Regions from separate parts of the Sus scrofa genome. Here region 2 is linked to region 1. Evidence: chromatin contacts called from public HiChIP or PLAC-seq data. All regions are on one chromosome and are shown on one strand. The core of a region is the stretch at or near the end of the contact, and the rest is flanking DNA. Distances in the headings are between cores, read along the strand shown. Region 1 holds the start of ALDH1L2 (mitochondrial 10-formyltetrahydrofolate dehydrogenase). Region 2 holds the start of TDG (G/T mismatch-specific thymine DNA glycosylase).

Region 1 (6,119 bases), core at 1,609-4,108:
TGTTTCTGATGCACTGTGACAGGAACTCTGCATTGTGTAATTTTTTATTTTTTATTTATTTTTTTTCTGCTGCACACATTGGCATATGGAAGTTCCCGGGCCACGGATCAAACCCATGCCTTGGCAGCAACCTGAGCTGCTGCAGTGTCAGATCATTAACCCCCTGCACCACAGGAGGAACACGCATTGTGTAATTTTTGAATTTTTTTAAAGATACAATGAAACACACCATTTCAGTGTAAAATTCTGTGAGTTTGGGCAAACCCCAGTAACCACTGCTACAATCAAGATAAAGAACATTTCCCCCCCTTAATTTCCTCCTGCCCCACCGCAGTCAACCCCTTCCCCCATCTCAGCCCCTGATAATCACTGATCTTTTTTTTATCTATCACCATAGTTTTATTCTTTCCAAAATGTCTGATAAATGGACTCCTATAAAACATAACCCTTTGAGTTTATCTTTTATACTTAGCATATGTATTTGAGTTTCATCCATGTTATTGTATGTATCAGTAGTTCATTTTTTTTTGTCTTTTGAGGACCACACCTGCAGCATATGGAGGTTCCCAGGCTAGGGGTCTAATCAGAACTGTAGCTGCCAGCCTACGCCAGAGCCACAGCAACTCGGGATCCGAGCCGCATCTGCGACTTACACCACAGTTCATGGCAACGCCGGATCCTTAACCCACTGAGCAAGGCCAGGGATTGAACCCACAACCTCGTGGTTCCCAGTTGGATTCATTTCCACTGAGCCACGATGGGAACTCCCCCTTTTTTTTTTTCTGAGTAATATTCCATTGTATGGATGGATACACCACACTGCTTATCCTATTACCAGGTGAAAGACATTTAAGTTGGTGATTTATGTTGTGAGCCATATGGGAAGTCCAAAGTTGGTGATTATGAATATAGCTTCTATAAACATCCACAAATATGTATTTTTGTGAACAAAAGTTTTCATTTCTCTCGGGTAAATACCTACATAGGCAACTGCTAGGTTATGTGGTAGGTTTATCTTGATAAAAAAGGTCAGTTTTCCAAAGTGGCTGTACCATTTTACAATCCCACCAGCCATGTCTGATTTTGAACAAATCTTACAGAGCACAATCCAAATAATGAATCTCCATTTTCTATGGACTAAGATATCTCAAAGTCTTTACTTATTACTCCATGTTTTTCCTTTTGGCCATTTAAGAACCTGCCTTCTTCCCAGCCATATGTCACAGCTCTTCCACGTGTTTTCCTGGAGACAGACTCAGGCCCCTGACCACTGACCATGCCTAGTACTTCCCCAAATGGGTGTTTTTGTGTGTGCCATTTGCCACCTGGGATGTTCACCTTTTATTACTGAAATCTTATGTAAACCCCACTATTGACATCTTTTTATCCTTGAAGAATCCATTCTGCTCTCCAAAAAAGGCAATTAAATGAACAGTCCTGACAGAGAAAGCTAATAAAACAGGCAAGCACAAGCCCCTCACTTTCCAACCCAGATTCCCTTATGCCACGTGGCAGGAGAAAGCCAAGAAGGAGTCCAGACCACGGCAAAGGAGAGCAAACAAAATCTCCATCAGAGTAGGTCTCTTTTTCCTTATTTAAAAAAAGAATGATGAATACCTCCAGTTTAACTAGAAGTAACTTCCAGATTAACTAGAAGTGACTGGGATAAAATGAATTCTCATTATTTGGGGCTGTCTGGAAGACAAAAGCTTTTCCATTTATGCAATTTTGGGCCAGTTCTTGATGCTACTCAAGACTTCTGCTTCCAAGTTTTTAACATCTGGATATGTACACATGTGCATATGACTTTGGCAGAGAGAGACAGTCAAAAGCAAATTCTTTTATAATACAGCAAATGTGCACTTCCTGAAAAGAGATAATGTACAATGGGACGGATTTCTTTCTTCCCTAAACAGCTTGAGTCTGCCTTCATGCAGCGAGGCACCTCTCCTGAGGCTGCCCTGAAGTGCTGAAGGCAGCGGTGCTGCAAGCAACGTGTCCTCTCATATTCCAGTTCTGGAGAAGCTGATGCAATTCCAAAGCTCGGGGCTATGCCAGGGCTCAGTTCTTGCACCATAGTTTACTAGTGTTCCAGGGTGGCTGCTTCTGCAGCGCCTGGTAATGCTAGAAATCTTGCTGCATGCAGCTCAGGAATGAAGAGATTGCAGCCACCAGCTCGGAATGCCATTATCTGAATGGGCCCTGCGTACCAGTTCGGGGCGCTCACACCTCTCAGGCCTGGAAGAACTCCGCTGAGTTGATTCTACTCTTCTCCAGGGGATGACCCTGGTCCAGAATCTTGGCTCCATTTCTTAACTAGGCAAGGCTCTCAGGATTGAAATGAAAGCAGAAAGGAAGCCGACTCGGTCCCCCTTGCCAAGTGACTGTTTCCACCCTGTCAATCCCAGCCAGACCTTAGATGTTCAAAAACTACATCCTCAGCCCCTTCCCCGTAGGAGACAATGGCTCGTTTGACAAGACCCATCCTAGAACCTCCTCGGACCCGTCTCTTCAGTCTCCCAATTTAAAAAACGTTGTCTTGGTTTTTAGCAAAGTCAAAACGTTGCTGCTCACCCTTAGTCCCGCCGCCCGGCCCACCCGCCAGCCCGGGGTCTGGAAACCAGTCCCCTGTAAGAGTCAGGACGCTCGCCCCGGCGGGACTCACCCGGCCAGTAGAGAAGCGCCGGAGCGTTTGGCTGCTCCGCCACAGCATGCTGCAAAGGACCGCTCGCGCTGGGGGCGCAGGGGTGCAGGACGCAGACGGGGGCGCCTTAGCCTGGGAGCGGCCTACAGCCTCCGAGGCCGGGGCGGAGGCGCTGGCAGCTAAAGGCCTCGGCCAGTCCCAGGACCCCGCCTCCTCCAGCTGGCCGGGCTAACGCGGCCAATCCCGTGCGACTGGGCGGGGCGTGCTCCAGCCGCCCGCAGCCGAGCTCGTGCGGTGCTGAGCTCCCGGCGGCTGCCTAGGTTCCAGACTCACTCGCTGCGGAGTCTTCTACCTGTTACTCACACCCTCTTAGGTACAAAAGGATCTGCCTTAAAGGCCAGCCTGACACCCTAAGCCATGTCCTTACACAGATTTGAGAGGACAACAGGCACGTGCGTGGAGATGCGAAAGATAACGGGTGAGGACACCTTCACCACGTGAGGGTCCTGATTCCTATCTCCCTGTCTGATAAACGAGAGACGGCGTACAAAGCTCCAGGCAGAGAGCCTGGCACAGAGCCGGTCCTGACAGATGATGGACAGGTAGATAGAAGATAGACGTCCTTTCCCTTCACCTCTCTAAAGGAACGCTCAAGATATGCTTTAGTTGAGCACTTGTCCCAAACAGAACTCCTTAGCCTGGCCTTCAAGGTCTTTTGAAGTTTGGTATTTCCTCTGATTTATTGCTGCTCTTTTGCACGTGTAATAAAGCCAAACCGTAGTACTTACCTCTTCCTTCCTGGTTTATGCTTCCCAGGAAAGCTTACCATCTAGGCATGACCAAATTCCTCTTTTCTTAAAGTTATAGCTCAAATGCTGCCTCCTGTAGGCACTTTTTGTGATGCTTTCCTCATCACCTCCATGGCATTTTCTTTCACAGGGTGAGTTTTCATTCCTCTGAACTGAGGAGGATTTTTGTCTATGCATTTCTTATCATCCCTGAATCTGTTCCTGGTAATTATGTTTCTGTCATCTTCTCTACAGGAAGCTCATAGCAGGTGAGTCCATGCCTTATTTATCAGGATGTACAGTATCTACCACTGAGAAAAGCTTAGAACATACTTGTTGAAAGAGAAAACAGGAGTTGCCATTGTGGCTCAGTGGGTTAAGAACCTGACATAGTGTCCGTGAGGATTCAGGTTCAATTCCTGGCCTCGCTCAATGGGTTAAAGATCCAACGTTGCCTACGAGCTGCAGAGTAGGTCGAAGATGTGACTTGAATCTGGTGTTGCTGCGGGTGTGGTGTGGGCCAGCAGCTGCAGCCCCAACTCAATCCCTAGCCAGGGAATTTCTGTATGCCACAGGTATGGCCATAAAAAGAAAAAAGACAGAGAGAGTGAGAGAGAACAAATGAATGAATGTATTTAAGAAGGTAAGAAGGAAAGAAAAAACACCATTCTTAAAGCCTGGAGGATTGCTGCAAACATCCAAGGTTTTGTCTTGGGAACTGCTCCTTGACAATTCAACCCATCTCCCTGACTGCATTTTGTGACTTCTTGCTTCTACTAAACTTCCAAATATTTGTATTCATTTTATTTGTTCTAAACTGGGGAGGGTGGGCAAGGAGTGCGGTTTTTCCTGAGTGACGTTATTATATACTCCAACTCAACTTTAGAAAATAAGTTTATATTCATCCAGATCTAACAAGATGTCCTTGATGTCGGAAGATTTTCTTCTTTAAGAACCAAAAATGTAGTTCTCTTGATAATCAGAGGTTAGGCCAGATGCAATTAGAGAGTTTGACGAACAAAAAAATCCCCGCCCGTCTAAACTTCTATTCCCAGCAAAAATGAAAATGAGGAAGTTCTCCTGTGGTGCAGTGGGTTAAGGATCTGATGTTGCTGCACCTGTGGTGCAGTTCAAAACTGCAGCATGAGTTCAATCCCTGGCCCAGGAACTTCCACATGCCATGGGTATAGACAAAACAAAAATGGAGATAAAATGAAGTCAACTTTAGAAACAAAAACTTAAGAGAATTTGTCATCAGCAGACATACAATAAAGAGAATATTAAAGTATCCTTCAAGCAGGAGGAAAATTACCTACTTGCAAGCTGGAAATGCAGGAAGGAATAAAGACCAACAAAAAAGGCAAATATGTGAGTGAATTTAAGTAAACACTAACCATTTGAACAGTAATAATAATAAAATTTTGTAGATATATATATCCACAAGGTATACATTTATATATTAAAATATACAAACAATAATAAAAATTGTTGGATAAATGTGTAGGTCTGGGAGGAATGAAATATTCTTTAGGCTGAAAGAAAATAATCCTAGATAGAAGCTCAGAGATGAAAATTCTGATGAAGAGCAACAGAAGAGGGTAAATATGCAGGCAAATTTAAGTGAATATTGTCTAAAACAGTTCTAATAATGTTTTATGGGAGTTCCCATTGTGGCTCAGTGGACATGAACCTGACTAGCATCCATGAGGATGTGGGTTCAATCCCTGGTCACACTCAGTGGTTAAGGATCTGGCATTGCTTCAAGCTGTGGTGTAGGCCAGCAGCTGTAGCTCCAATTAGACTCCTAAGCCTGGGAACTTCCATATGCTGCAGGTGCGGCCCTAAAAAAGACAAAAAAAATTTTTTAGTGTTTTTTGGAGTTCAAAAAAATATATAATTAAAATACATGACAACGGCATATGATTTTCAGGGAGGAAAGCTGAAGTCAAAGGCTTCTAAGGTTGCAGCACTGCCTAAGGTTGCAGCAAAATAAAAGTACTAATTTAAACATTAGACTTTAATAAGTTAAGGATGCATATTAATATCTCTAGCAAACCACAGAAAGAATGGTAATACAATGTATAACTACCAAATTAATAGAATATAAAACTATCAAGATAATAAAATGATTTTAAAAAATCAATCCAAAAGAAGGCAAGAAAGGAGAGAAAGAGGAACACAGAAGAGGTGGAAAAACTAGACAAAAATTAGTAAGACATTAGACTTAAGCCAGTAACTGCAGTAAATGAAAACAGACTAAATGCTTTAATTAAAAGACACAGAGGGAGTTCCGTGGTAGCCTAGTGGTTAAGGATCTAGTGAGGTCACTGCCATGGCCCAAGTGACTGCTGTTTCAGGGTTTGATCCCTGGCCCAGGAACTTCCATGTGCTGCAGGCAAGGCCAAACAAACAAACAAACAACGACATAGGATCTCTGGATGTGGCACGACGGGATTGGTGGCATCTTGGGAGTGCTGGGACTTGGGTTCGATCCCTGGCACTGTGGGTTAGGAATCCAGCATTGCCACAGCTGTGGCTTAGGTTGCAACTGCAACTGATCTGGCTCCAATCTGATTCCTGGCCCGGGAACTCCATATATATGCCAGGCAGGCCAAAAATGGGAAGGGAAAAAAAAAAAAAAAAAAAAGACATAGATGATCAGGTTGCTTAAAAAACAAAACTCTGAT
Region 2 (6,123 bases), core at 2,036-4,535, 1.0 Mb before region 1:
TATTATTATCACCATTGTTACTAATATAACTGCTGTCTTTAGTACCCATTCTCCTTGCTGCTATGAGCTACTGGTCTCCAAGGCCCCCCATATTCGTTAGGGACATTGGCTCATTATTTAGTCTTCCTCTATACGTCTACAGGACCAACTACAAAATTTGTACACTCCAGTATAAAGTAAAAGTTCAGGAGTTCCCATTGCTCAGCAGTAACAAACCCAACTAGTGGCCATGAGGATGTGGGTTTGATCCCTGGCCTTGCTCAGTGGGTTTAGGATCTGGTGTTGCCGTGAGCTGTGGTGTAGGTTGCAGATGCAGCTCGGATCTAGGGTTGCTGTGGCTGTGGTGTAGACCAGTGGCTATAGCTCCAATTCGACCCCCCCTAGCCTGGGAACTTCCACTGGTGCTGCCCTAAAAAGACCAAAAAAAAAAAAAAAAAAAAAAAAAAGCTAACCCCCTGTTAAATAATTACTCAAGAATTTCAGGATGGTAGCCACAAAATATTAAACCAATTACATGGCCCTTATAAGGGTAGGGCCTTATTATTATTATTATTATTTTCTTTTTCTTTTTTGGCCTCCCCATGGCATATGGAGTTCCCAGGCTAGGGATCAGACCTGAGCCACAGTTGTAACCTACCCTGCAGAGGCAGCAACGCTGGATCCTCTGACCCACTGTGCTGGGCCAGGGATCATACCTGCTCCCTGGTGCTGCAGAGATGCCTCTGATCCCATTGTGCCACAGCAGGAACGCTTCAGTAGGGCCCTATTCAACTGCACAGATCAAACACCTATGAAGCTGGTCATGCTTGCCAGCATCAGAGGTGATTTCCTGTTCAAGGATCTAGCCTCCTACTTCTTGAGCTTGCCACCAGTAACCTTCACTTCTACTTAATTTCCACAATAGTCTCACCTAATTCAATCATTTAAAAATACATACAGGGCACAACATTGTAAATCAACTACATTTCAATACAAAATTTAAAAAAGAGGTTTGTTATACAAACTGAGAAAAAAAATACATCCAGTACTACCTTGGAGATGTTTCTTTCTTTTTTTTTTTTTTTAGTTAGATCATTTAGTTAATTTTATTTTAGGTTTTATTCATGACCCAAAATACATGAAAAACAAATTTCTGATATTTAATACTTTTGACAACGGTTAAATAATTTAAAAAAATTTTTATTACCCAAATGAATTTATCACATCTGCAGTTGTATAATGATCGTAACAATCCAATTTCACAGGATTTCCATCCCATAACCCAAGCACATCCCCCACCCCCCAAACTGTCTCCTTTGGAGACCTTAAGTTTTTCAATGTCTGTGAGTCAGCATCTGTTCTGCAAAGAAGTTCAATCTGTCCTTTTTTCAGATTCCACATGTCAGTGAAAGCATTTGATGTTGGTGTCTCATTGTATGGCTGACGGAGAAGTTTCTTTAAAACTTTTCTACAACTTAGAATAGATTTACAAGGAGATCCTGCTGAGTAGCATTGAGAACTATGTCTAGATACTCATGTTGCAACAGAACAAAGGGTGGGGGAAAAATGTATACATGTAAGGATAACTTGATCCCTTTGCTGTACAGTGGGAAAAAAATAAATTGTTAAAAAAAATCCTTAAAAAAATAAAGTTAGATAAAAATCACACAAAAAAATAAAATAAAATAAAAAAATAAAACTTTTCTAGACTGTGCTCCTGAGCAGTTAGCAAAACCAAAAAGAATGGGCTATTGTTAATTCGTTCACTCAACAAAAATTCACTGAATATCTACAATGAATCAGGTTCTGAGTGATACCTACTAATGAACAGAGTATTTCTAACAGTTCTGAAAAGTTTAAAAATGTTAGAACTTTCACTTAAGCAACTCATAATACAAATTAATATTTTTGTATTTGCTCATGAAAGCCGTTTCCTGGATCCTAGAATGAAGGCATAAGCAACACAGAGCCTCAACCCTTTTCCAGACCGCATTATTACCGAGGGAGAAACAAACTCTAGTTGCTGTAAACCAGAGATCATGGACTTATATGGCACCACAGCATAAACCATGGAAAGCTAACTAATACAGTAAGTATCCCATCATGCAAACTAGAACAGACAAGCCTATTTCCATCGAGTTATTTAATGGAGTCCTTGTACAAAGGCCAGTGACAACCTGAGAAAAACGAGCTGCAACAGCCATGGGTAAATAAAACAGAGGGGTTTATCCGGGTTGTAAGGAGGTGATGCTTGAATACCACCTACCATCATAGACTTCAAACTTATATTTTTACGTATCCAAAGTAAAGCAGAGGACGGTTTATGTAATGCATTACTTTTTGTTGTTGTTGTTGTTTTTGCCATTTCTTAGGCCGCTCCCATGGCATATGGCGATTCCCAGGCTAGGGGTCGAATCGGAGCTGTAGCCGCCGGCCTACGCCAGAGCCACAGCAACGCGGGAACCGAAACACGTCTGCAACCTACACCACAGCTCACGGCAACGCCGGATCGTTAACCCACTGAGCAAGCCAGGGATCGAACCTGCAACCTTATGGTTCTTAGTCGGATTCGTTAACCACTGAGCCACAACGGGAACTCCAATGCATTACATTTTATATTTCTTTCTTTGTTTTTTTTTTTTTTTGTCTTTTGTCTTTTTTGTTGTTGTTGCTATTTCTTGGGCCGCTCCCGCGGCATATGGAGGTTCCCAGGCTAGGGGCTGAATCGGAGCCGTAGCCACCGGCCTACACCAGAGCCACAGCAACGCGGGATCCGAGCCGCGTCTGCAACCTACATCACAGCTCACGGCAACGCCGGATCGTTAACCCACTGAGCAAGCCAGGGATCGAACCTGCAACCTTATGGTTCCTAGTCGGATTCGTTAACCACTGCGCCACGACGGGAACTCCAGGACTCCCAGGAATTCTGATTCCAAAGTTTCGGTTTTCCCATATAGCACAGTAATCACCTAATAATGCAAGTCGCTGTTTTTAATCCGAATAAAACGTTTTTGTAAAGGCCTGGCTAATTCTGATAAGGATAATCGCCCCACCTACCTAGCGCCCACACAGATGACAGTGCCATCTCGTGCGCACCACCACCCACCCACACTAAACGTCATGGAGGACAAAGCCTACGTAAGCACTCCCTCCCAGACTTTTCATCCTCCACCCTTCCCGAAAGGCCAAGTGGCGAGTAAAACCAACGAGAGGGGAGCAAATATGATTGGGCTGCCCTGGATCACGTGATAGGCGCAGGGCGTGGGATTTGGCTTAGAGCTGACGGAAGCCCTGCGCGGAGGGTGGGTCTGGGTTGGGGGGGAGGGGGAACTGGAAGCTTGGGGGAGGAGCTTGAGCTCTAGGAGCTGTCCCGTTCTGCCGGCCATCGAGTCCAAGAGACTGGTTATTGGACCGCTGTACGTGCGCCGTGGTACCTCAGAGGCCACGCGCTCACTTGCCTGGCCGGAGTACCCGCGTGCGCCAGCTGCAGCAGGGAATGGAAGCAGAGAACGCGAGCAGGTAAGGCCGGGGCGGAGCGTCGCCCCTCCCCCCGGCGCCCCTCGCGATGGTCTGGCCGCGGGCGGGCGCATGCACGCACGCACGCACGCACTCACGCACGCACGCAGGCACGCAGGGGGTCTTTAAGGCCGCGGCTGGAGTACAAAGGCCAGGGCCGCGCGTGCGCACTGCCGGCCTGCTCCGGCCACTCCTAGTCCGGAAGGCTGTCGCGGCTTGACCGGCATCCGGGCCCGTCCTAAAGCCTACTGTGTATCGTGTCGGCTTTAAAATGTGGTAATAAGCAAGAAGCAGTCTCTAGTTATTTCTTTCCGGTTACTTTTTTGGCTGCATTTCCCTTCACCCTCTGTTGTCGTACAAAGCAGTAAAGATTTCACGTATCACTCGAGGAGTTGTCATTTTAGAATTGTGGGTTTACGGTGGCTTCTTCAGAGTTTTGGGTCAGGGACACAAGGTAGATAACATCGCCATACGGCAGCTCTTGAATTCTGGGATTGGGAAGAATCCTCCCCAGAAGTCGTCTAATACTGTCTGTTTTCTAGTGGTCTTGGGGGCGATCTTAAGAATTTACTTGTAACATGTCCTTTGGGGAATGTTAGGTGGAGAGTTTTGCAAAGCAGAGATTTCGAAATTTGAACCGACGGAAGCCAAATGAAAAAAACTAAATAGGGTAACAGTGTTTAAAAAGAAAGCAAATGGTTTACCTTGGAATTAGACCCAATGAAGTATTATCCTGATACTCTGACTAGTGGGCCCTGAACTTGGGCAAGACGCTAAACTTCTCTGAGCCTGTGCATGTCTGTCATTAGGACGTGTGTAGAATCCAGTTCGGACACGCTGTAAATGGGTGTTACGTGGAAGGGGCGTTAGTAACCAACACAGATGGTCTTAGAGTTTAAGGAAGGAGATACATGGGTCAAATTCCGAAATAACTCCACTGCTTTCCCTGAAGAACTTTAGAAATAAAAAAATTCACCAGAACTTGTGGAAATCAGTCTCAGCTTTATGATCTTAAGAATTAAAACTGGAGTAAAGCCAACCATCATATAAATTACCATCATCCCTTGGTATCCAAAGTACATTTGTTCTTGGATTCTCATGAATACTAAAATCTGTGGATGCTCAAGTCCTTTATGTAAAATGATGGCGACTAGTCGGCCATCCTGCAGGTTCTGGAATGTGGGGTGGGGGATTGTTCTCATTGTAAAACCTTACTCTGCATCTTAAAGTAAGGTGATAGTTCTCTCTGGTACAATGTTTAGCTCAAAAGTGTCTTACTTATATTTTATCGTAATCCATTGGATTATAGACCTTTTTTTTTGTTTTTTTGACATGAAAAGCTTTCACCTTGAAAAATATGGAGAATTCTGTCTTAATACTCTAAGGAGTTTATCCTTGGGGATTCTGAAATGACTCAGACCCCAGGTAATCCTGAGGAAGTGGTTCTCTGTCATCCTTGGCTTTGTGCTAATCAAGGAGTGGCATGGAATGTTGCGCAGAGTGACTTGATTTTAGAAGCTTAATTTCAGCAAATTCAAAGAAAAACATTTCATGGATATAAACTTTTTTTGGAAAAGAGAAGATAGTTGAAGTGTCTAAACAAGTACTTAGAGTCTAACCAGGGAGGGAAAAAGGAAGAAGACGACCGGTGTGTGTCTAATGAGCTCAAGCGTGTGAAAAGGACATTTACCAAAGATGGAAAGTGATGCCAAATTTAAAATGACTGGAGGGAGTTACCCTTGTGGTGCTGTGGAAACAGTCCAACTGGTATCCATGAGAATTTGGGTTTGACCCCTGTAGATAAAGGATCTGGCATTGCCGTGCGCTGTGGTGGCTGTGGTGTAGGTCACAGACCCAGCTCAGATCTGGCGTGGCTGTGGCTGTGGCAAGCAGCTACAGCTCCGATTTGACACCCTAGCCTGGGAACTTCCGAATGCGGTGTGGCCCTAAAAAAAAAAAGTGCTTATTAGTTCTGATTTTTACTTTTCATTCATCTTAATAAAAATGATTGTAGATGGAAAATGGCCGAATGTCTGTAAGAGAAATTTAAAGCCCAAGATGAGTGAGGACACTGAGCAGAACTTTTAGCTCCTGTAACAGAAATCATGTTTTCTGGCCCAGGTGAGCCAAGTGAGAGGCCAAATTACAACATTTGTTCAAAACTTGCAGTCAGTAGGAGAGAGGCCTACAGCCGGAAAGTAAATACATGGGTCTGTTTTTTTCCCCAAAAGTGGAGTCTGTCCTGGAATTTATTGACTTTGATTGAACTTTCATATGCCATGGGGCCCTATAAAAAAAAAAGAAAAAATGCCTTTGGGTCTGTTCTGTCTTACTTTCTGCTCTTTCTCTGTATGTGTGGAAATCACTGACTCTCACCCCTATTTTCATGGTGAGGGAATGACTGTGGGCAAGTGCTCTCTGTTTCTGTCTCTCATACAGAGAAAATTACTGTTTGTAACCGTTGCAGAATTCTGAATTATGAAGTGGCAGTTACCAAATACATACACAACAAGGAAATATTTTCACACTAAGGTTGAAATAGATGCATGCTGCTTGCACATTTAACCATTATTAGATAGAAAATTAAATTATCTGGAACTCTAGTTTCCTAGCATTCAAGTTCATGGA

Evidence for each region. HiChIP or PLAC-seq counts read pairs in DNA pulled down with a chosen protein or histone mark.
Region 2: a contact with region 1 is called in an H3K27ac HiChIP or PLAC-seq map of skeletal muscle, with 4 times the contacts expected there. The contact joins the promoter of TDG here to the promoter of ALDH1L2 in region 1. A contact is called at or near these places in 2 of 2 datasets of contacts at active chromatin or transcription factors (alveolar macrophages and skeletal muscle).

Annotation. Positions count from the first base shown.
Region 1 is chr5:79,489,411-79,495,529 of Sscrofa11.1, reverse strand. ALDH1L2 (mitochondrial 10-formyltetrahydrofolate dehydrogenase) reads right to left here and starts at 2,858. Exons shown (of 24, transcript XM_001926587.6): 1 at 2,666-2,858. The coding sequence starts at 2,713.
Region 2 is chr5:80,489,457-80,495,579 of Sscrofa11.1, reverse strand. It overlaps TDG (G/T mismatch-specific thymine DNA glycosylase), which reads left to right and starts at 3,285. Exons shown (of 10, transcript XM_021092634.1): 1 at 3,285-3,498. The coding sequence starts at 3,476.